2 separate regions of the Mus musculus genome follow, and region 1 is linked to region 2. A link is a contact called in public promoter capture Hi-C data. All regions are on one chromosome and are shown on one strand. Each heading gives the region's core, a stretch centred on a gene start, on an enhancer-like site or on the middle of the called end of the contact. The rest is flanking DNA. Distances are from core to core; before and after follow the strand shown. Region 1 overlaps Zfp568 (zinc finger protein 568). Region 2 overlaps Fbxo17 (F-box protein 17).

The links. Promoter capture Hi-C pulls out the DNA fragments that hold promoters and counts their contacts.
Region 1: a promoter capture Hi-C map of hippocampal neurons shows a contact between it and region 2, with 2.1 times the contacts expected there. The contact joins two enhancer-like sites. A contact is called at or near these places in 3 of 39 promoter capture datasets (hippocampal neurons, liver and pre-B cells).

The regions. Positions count from the first base shown.
Region 1 is chr7:30,007,683-30,011,568 of GRCm38.p6, forward strand. All of the region lies in intron 6 of Zfp568 (zinc finger protein 568), which reads left to right. Among named protein-coding and RNA genes, the nearest start is that of Zfp568, 26 kb to the left of the region's middle. Within about 2 kb of position 2,224, at least 80 of the 459 cell types and tissues checked have an H3K27ac peak or open chromatin away from gene starts, as enhancers often do. A contact at or near this core is called in hippocampal neurons, where this site is marked.
Region 2 is chr7:28,726,586-28,730,960 of GRCm38.p6, forward strand. All of the region lies in intron 2 of Fbxo17 (F-box protein 17), which reads left to right. Among named protein-coding and RNA genes, the nearest start is that of Fbxo17, 12 kb to the left of the region's middle. Within about 2 kb of position 1,491, at least 34 of the 459 cell types and tissues checked have an H3K27ac peak or open chromatin away from gene starts, as enhancers often do. A contact at or near this core is called in hippocampal neurons, where this site is marked.

The DNA.
Region 1 (3,886 bases), core at 974-3,473, 1.3 Mb after region 2:
GAACCCCCTTTTCAGGCCACTTAACCCCACTAGTTTAGGCTCTTGCATAAGGCTCCTGGATTTGTCTTGTGAAGAACAGAACATTGTGGGTGTATTTCAGAAGCTGGTTTTCCCCGCCTCCAGTCAGAGGTACAGTGGAGAATTTCTGTGGTCTCAACCAAGAACCTGGTGAGGCAGCTAGAGATGAGACTGAAGCTCTTAGCAGGAAAGGCCTGCTCCCTGAGTGCCTGTGTCAAGACTCAAGGAGTGGGGTGGGAAGTTTGGAGAGAGAGAGAGAGAGAGAGAGAGAGAGAGAGAGAGAGAGAGAGAGAGAGAGAGAGAGAGAGAGAGAGATATTGAGAACAGACCTGTGATAACTACGATGTACTACTCCTTGTAGTTTGTGTCCTGCATGTACTGCTCGGTAGACAGTGGGCAAATCAGACATGCTGAGCAGCTTGGCATGTGTTTGCTGTGCTTTGTTGCCAGGGTAGGGCAACAGGTGCTGTCGCTCAGGGTGCTGCGCTGGACAGGAGGAAATGGGTGCTCTCCAATGCCTGTGGTACCATCCTCCACCTTTCTACTTGCCAGTTTGCAGGCTATCCATGGTCTCTGGGTTTGGTCTTAGTCACATGTACCACTTAGGAGCAGATGCACAGTATATTCTGCTCTTCAGCCTTCTCCATCCTGACTCTTGGGTACATTTGCTCAAGAATGTAGTGACCACAGTCCACTTGGGAAGATGTCAGGGCAACTGTGAAGAAAAAACTGACACAGTCGAGTCTCTGGCCTGCCACAAGTGGCAGCTGCCTCTGTCAGTTACAGTTTGCATTTTATGCTTTTTTTTTCCAGCTTCCCCTCAACCCTTCTGCGTTGAAATGTTGAAACTTGAACTGCCAGATGCAACTGTGGAATTGCCTGAGGGTTTGTAGAGAAAGGGAGGGAAGTTGCTGGGTGTAATGTTTCAGCCACACAGACTAAGCAATCTCTTGATTCTTGTATTTAGCTTTCAAAATGCCCTTGGCATGCCAATCTGTGTGATCGCACTAAATCCTGTTAAAACACTACAGGCCAACTTTATTAACCAAAATGGATAACAACCCCTTATATTTTAAATAAAATCCAATTTGTTTATATATAAAAAGAAACTCCTGAAAGTGTGTGGCAGCGCTCTCCTGAGACTGGGACTCAGCATTGCATAGGGATGCCGGCTAGGAACGCATCAGCACTGGTGTGGGGTTTTTACCCCATGCCTTGTGTTCTGTGGCTTCTGCTCTAGTCTGGTGTGACTCTCATGTCTGCCTGTATCTGCTCTAGTCTGGTGTGAGGCTCGTGTCTGCCCGTGTCGCAGAACTGAGAGGGATAGTTTCTCCTGGGCCGCACTGTTTGGGTGAGTCTGAGAAGATGCAGCGGCGTCCAAGCTTTGTACACACAAAACAAGAAGTCAGCCTGTTAGCTGCTCTCTACTTTTGCTCTGAAATAGTCTCCATAGGTCAGGCTGTCATCCTCTCTCCTCTTAGTTCCTTACCAATCCTGGACTCCAGAAACTATACTATCTTCTTTAAAGACTAAAATTTTCCTTTTTAAAAATGAAAGCATTTACATAGTCCTAAGTCTGCATCTTGATAAATTTGCACACAGACATATGTGTCTACTTTAGAAGAGATAATAGAATGTCTAGTCCACTTCCCAGCAGTGTCCTCTGCCCCTTTCCTCGGAAGACTCCAATCTAAAGTCACCAGTTCTAACTTCCATCCTGGATTAGTTTGCACATTCTAGCCCTTCACATAAGTGGAATCGGGCACCGTCGGCGGCAGCTGCCTTTGTTTGCTCAGATCCTGGGAGCTTTCGCCACACTGCTGTCTCAGTAGCTTCTTTTTATTAGCAGTGTTCCCACAACTAACTTATCCAGCCACCTGTCGGGGAATAGCCCAACAGCTTCCAGTTTGGGGGCTGTCAGCAAGGAAGCAACCAGAGCATCCACCTCATGCAGAGAAGCATTTCGTCTCTCCTGACTAGATGAACAGAGAGGCAAGGGTCGCTGGGTAACGTGAGGTGTATGTTTATGAAAACTCATCATTTGTAGTGCTGTTAATTCCATCCTAATAGTTTCCTTGCTTAGCGCAGCGAGCCGTGGAAATGCGGGTCACAGTGGTAATTTTGACGGATGACTGCACCAGCAGATAACAGATGGTGCCAGCTGCGCAAAGCGCCTGTGCCAGACCCACGGGGAGCTTCAGCAGCTGCCTCAGGAGCATGACTGACGCTGTTCCCATGTAACTAACTGGCGCTGCTTCTGCTCCAACTAAATTTAACAACTGAGCAACACAAAAGCCATTTACATGTACCAAGTATGCCCAGTATAGTCTCTGTTAGTGAGCTGGGCGGAAGAGTGGTGGTTTCCCACCACTGTTTTAGATTTCTTCCGCATGATTCACGATGTCTTGTTCTCTTCTTCTTATGTATGAGATTTATTAAAAGTTACTAACATCATAGAGGAGCAGACAGACACCAACACGATGGGGAGCGCTCAGCCCATGTCACAGCATGGCAGTCTGTCCCTTTTGTCAGTCTCAGAAGAAGGGGAGATTCTGTGACACATGTCTGATGGATGGTTATCAGTAGTTTCAGTGAAGCTGTCTCTGTGACCTGGAGGCAGTGTTAGCCTGGAAGTGGGGACGAGCAGGAATCTAGAAAAACAAGTTTGTAGAGGACCTTTAGACACTGGCGGGCCCCAGCTAACATTCTTGAGGGTTTGGGGTTTTTTTGTTGTTGTTATTGGTGGTGGTGGTTTGTTTTTTTGTTTTTGTGTTTTGGTTTTTTTCTTTTTTCTTTAGCCAGATGACAGGAGAGGGAGGGGAGACACTTGCGGATTGAGTAGTTCTTTTCCTGCTGGGCAGAGGTGGATAAAGACTTATCCAAGAAGTCTTAGGACAGTCTCTAGTGTGGGAAATCCTAGCGGAGAAGGGTGCCATGGGGGAGGGGTCTCCACGCCTGCTGATGTCTGCTAGCTTCCTAACCCTAAAATTTAAATTATGTCAGTGGACAGTGAGTCACCCTAGACAGTGACATGGGAATAGGCAATCAGTTACACTTTGGAAGCAGCTGCTGAAGTAGCTTCTACTTCCAGCTAGAAATGGGACTTAGATGCACTTAGGGTTTCCGCTCTTGCTACTAGGCACTGCAGGACGACTAAGGAGATTCAGACAGAGGGAGTTAGGCTGTCCCAGGGCCATGTGAGTGAGGATGGGCAGTTTGAGGGACTGAGAACTTGGTACTTGTTTGTCCCCTAGTCTGGCCAAGGGAGCTGCAAGTGGAGGCGTGGCGGGTTTCTCACACCAGGAGGAGCATGGCGGGTTCCTAAGCTTGCTTTTCTGGAGGCAGGCTCTGGCTGCGCAGCAAGTGTTCACTCCCACCAGCGTGGGAAAGGAGCAGGAAACGGGATTTCCAAACACAGAGAACATGGCTAATTAATTAGATCCACTTGAGAAGGCTAACAAACAATCTTCATGAATCTTTAACTCTTCCTAGTATATGACAAATGTCACAGATGGTAAACCAAGGCAGAATACATGTCCTTAGATTAAAGACAATAGTTTCTTATGCAAGCCGGGAGGACACTGACCCAGTACTGGGATTTCCCAGAAAATTCCACTCTCAGCTTAGTCTCCAGAAGGCTGGAACAGTGGTAGCGCACACCTTTAGTCTCGGTACTCAGGAGGGAGGGGGAGGTGGAGGGGGATCTCTGTGAGTTTGAGGCCAGTCTGGTCTACAGAAAGAGTTACAGGACAGAAAATAACAAGAAAGGGGGGTAGGCAGGGATGAGTTCTGATGCTGTCCCCATCTCAGAAGCTCCAGTGGTTTTTAAATTTTGTTCAGCTGGCTGTAAGTTGAGGTACACATACCC
Region 2 (4,375 bases), core at 241-2,740:
GAACAGAAAAAAAGAAATCAAAAGGAAGAACAATTAAAAAGACAGCAGCCCCAGGCTGGAATTGGCTTTACCGGAAGTGCATATCCAGTCGGAGGCCACACAAAAACGCATACAGAAAAGTGTCTGGAGCGAGATGGTAGTGCCAGCCACACGTGGCAGGAGCCAGGCGCTGGAGAATCCTGGTGATGCCATAGATGCGTCAGAGCCTGCAGGCGCATGCCGCAGAGAAGCCCAGCCGCCTGCCACGCTCCTCCAGCGCCCCCTACTGGAAACCTGTAGCATCGTGGTAGCCATCAGAGGAAAAAAAGACTTCAAGGCCTTTTTTTAAAGGCCTAATATTAGTTCAATAAATGGTTCATTGACCTGTTCTACAGCAGTTCAGTGCCGTGATCCTAGAAAGCTTAAGGCTAGGGCATATTCTAATCCGACTTGCACTAGAGTGAGACCCTGTATAACAACATCAACAAAAACAAAAACTACCATCGGATTCTAGAATACTTGAGGGCTGACAAGGCTCAGTGGGTAAAGGTGCCTGGTGACACACGTGACGACCTGAGTTCGATCCCCCGTGATCCACATGTCGAAAGAAGAGAATTGAAATTGATGTAATTATAAAAAAAAAAAAAAAGAAAGAAAAAGCCGGGTGAGTTCCAGGACAGCCAGGGCTATACAGAGAAACCCTGTCTCGAAAAACCAAAAAAAAAAAAAAGGAAAGAAAAGAAAAGAAAAACTTTTAAAAAGCCAAGCACTTTTTAATCCCAGCCCTCCCAAGGCAGAAGCAGGTGGATCTCTGTGAATTAACAGCATTGTTTATTTAGCAAGTTCCAGGGCAGCCAGGAATACATAGTCTCTCTCTCTCTCTCTCTCTCTCTCTCTCAAACATGCCTGCACCCATGCATGCACACCCCTTTAAAAAGGTAAAAAACAAACAAACAAACAAAAACACCTTGGATTTGGAGTGGGAGGACAAAGATAGATGGTTGCATAAATAATGATGTTGTTTTAATGCTCTGGGAACTAACTGAACTCAGCCAACTGGCCCACACTCAGGGGTCTCATATGTCATTGCTACAAAATGGAAGAGGAGTCTGGGTCACAGGATGATGGCTTTTATGTTGGTCCCCGTGTTGGGAATGCTAAACCAGCTGGCCAATCCCTGCTGTCTTCAGCACAGCACCCTCAAGTGGCCAGCTGAAATGTCAGCAGCTGGCACCGGCCGGGATGTGCTGGGGCCAGCTTGCACCAGCTCAAGTGGATAAACTGCGCGTATCTCTTTCCAACTTCACAGCCCTGGGGCCTCAGCTGGGCAGTGTAATTGTGTGATTCATACCCCAGGCAACAACCAAGGCTATAAACATTAGTCTTCCCACCCTCCGACCCCCACCTAGCCAGTTGTTAACTACCTAGCAACGATCTAGGACTCCCAAGAGGGATCGTGACTCTACAGGGAGTCAGAGGCATTTTTAGACTGCCACCTGGAAAATCCCTTGGCAGTGCCACTTCTCCAGTGACTGAGGCCTTGTGACTCGCAGACTGATGGAGTTACGTGTCAGAGAGCAAGTACCATCATCATAGTCCTTTTTGGAATGTACAGTCATAGGTTTTTGCAGATGGAATGTTAGCAGCATCCCCAGTTACCATGCCAACCAAAAATAACCAGCCAACAAACATGCAGCTCAGACTCTCTTACCAGTAGCTGAGTGACAAGCAGACAGTATCTGATTTCCCCCACCCAAACTGGTCTCAGCCAGTGATTGACATTTAGCCTCCAGATTGTGGGAGCGATGTACCATGGGCATCCCCACAGAGAGACCTGGAGTTCCTACATGCAGCAGACAGGATTCAAGCTTTGCTTGGCTCAGTCTTGCAGGCCCCCTACCCCTCTTCTTTTTCTGTGTAACACGCGTATGCATGGTGCCCTCAGAAGCTAGGAGAGGGTGTCAGATCCCCTGAAACTGGAGTTAGAGCAGTTGTGACCCACAATGTAGGTGCTGGGAAATTGAATCAGTCCTCTACTAGAGAAGTGAGTGCTATTGTCCCCTGGTCCATTGGTTCAGCCCCATTTGTCTGTCTGTCCTCTTCCTCCTCCTTTTCTTCTTGAGTCCCTAGCTGGTCTGGACCCCACTGTGTAAAGTAGGATGGTGCAAGCTCACAGAGATCTGTCTACCTCTACCTCAGGAGCACTGAGATTAAAGGTCTAGGCCACCACACTTGGCAAGAAAAAGAAATTTTTTTTAGAGAAAAGTTTAAAAAAGGGGGGGAGTAGTTTGGTGGTGAGGCCTCACAATTATAAAGGAGGCAGCCAGGGAAAGGCTCAGAGACGTGGCCACCTTTAAGTGAATACCTGAGTGAGAGGAGAACAGAGAGACAGTGGGCAGATAGTGTGAAACCTTACGGCCCTCAGAGAGGAGTCTGCCATTAGCTTGAGAACGGGGAGTTGTGGAGGGTTCTGAGCTGCACAGGACAGCACCTGACCCAAGTGTTTCCCCTACCTGAGTGCTTACGAGGAAGGAAGCACAGAGCCAGGAGATGGTGGTGGTGCAGGTGACAGCTGATGAGGACTAAGGTTCAAAGGTCATCTCTGACAGGCCATCAGAGCAGCCTCCAGTGAGGAACCCCGGTAGAAGCCTAGAATGAGAAGGTTCCTAGAACCTAGGTGACGACAGCGAAACGCTGCTGATGGCTACAGCAGAGAACACTCACCTTGCATCACTGCAGTCATTGAGGACCTTGACGTTACAGCGTGCTTAGAAAAGGTTCACCATCTGGGCATGGTGATACATACCTATAATACCGGCACGTGGGAGGTGAAGGCTGATGGAGTTCAAGGTCAGCCTTGGCTACATAGCAAGTTTGAGAGTATCCTGGGCTACATGAAATCCTGTCTTGGGGGTGAGGGGAAGGAAGGAAGGAAAGAAAAAAGGAAGAGAGGGAGGGAGGAAGGGAGGGAGGGAGGGAGGGAGGGAGGGAGGGAAGGAAGGAAGGAAGGAAGGAAGGAAGGAAGGAAGGAAGGAAGGAAGGAAGGAAGGAAACAGATTCAAGAGATACTACTGAGGGCAGAAAGCACAGGTGTAGGTGTTTATGGACTTTTTGTTCTTGGATCTTGATTTTAGAGACTTTCAGTAGGCTGATCTAGAACTTAGAATGTTCTGGAATCATGGATACATGCACTGCTGTACATGGCTAAGTGGGATGAGGGGCAAATTTTACTCTAAAGAGGCAAAAGGAGCCTGGTGTGGCCAGGCTCAATTGTCGAACCACTACCTAAGTTCACCAGTGCAGGTCTGAGGTGCAGCTCAATGATAGAATAACTGGCTAGCACACTCAAGGCCCAGAATTGCACTCTCAGCACTGTGGGAGTTGGGGGTGTGGAGAGATAGGAGGAAAGAGGAGTAGCAAGACATGAAATAGTGTAAGAGTAAGAGAGAACCTGGCATGGCCATGTCTGTATTTCCAGCATTTGTGTAAAGGAAGGCTACATTCAAGAAAAGGCCAACAGGGAGCTGGAGAGATGGCTCAGTGGTTAAGGGCACTGACTGCTCTTCTAGAGGTCCTGAGTTCAATTCCCAGCAACCACATGGTGGCTCACAACCATCAGTAATGGGATCCGATGCCCTCTTCTGGGGTGTCTGAAGAGAGTGACAGTGTACTCACATACATAAAATAATAAATAATTCTTATTTTTTAAAAAAAAGGAAAGAAAGAAAGAAGGAAAGAAAGAAAGAAAGAAAGAAGGAAAGAAAGAAAGAGAGAGAGAGAGAGAGAGAGAAAGAAAGAGCGAGCAAGCCAGTGGAAGGCAGCCTCATTCAAGAAACCACGAAGCTCCAAGTCCACTTACAGGCTGGAGTAGCTGAAAGGTTAGAATACAGGAAAGAGAACTGAAAGATTTCTCTCTTGGCCTGCAGTTGACCATTGCTAGGGCTAACCAGTGAGTAGTCAGTTCAAAATAATCAAGTGATCCAAAAAATTAACTCGTGGCCAGTCATTAGGGATGGAGTAAGATGCCAATAGGAAAGTCAAGAATCTATAAAAATAGCCGGGCATGATGGTTCACACCTTGAATCCCAAGGCAGAGGCAGGTGGATCTCTGTGAGTTCAAAGCCAATCTGTTCTACATAGGATGTTCCAGGCCAGCTAGGGCTATATAGTGAGACCCTGTCACAAAAACAAAACAAAACAGAAATCACAAAACAAACAAACAAACAAACAAAAAAACCAAAATTGTTCTAGGGATCATATTACTTTGGTTTGGGGAATTGTCATTGTTTAACCAAGATGGAGGAGCCTTACAAAAATGGTATGTTAATGGCTAATACTTGGGAGGCAAAGGGGACCTGGAGTTAAGGACAACAGCCTAGACATCACAGGGAAGAGG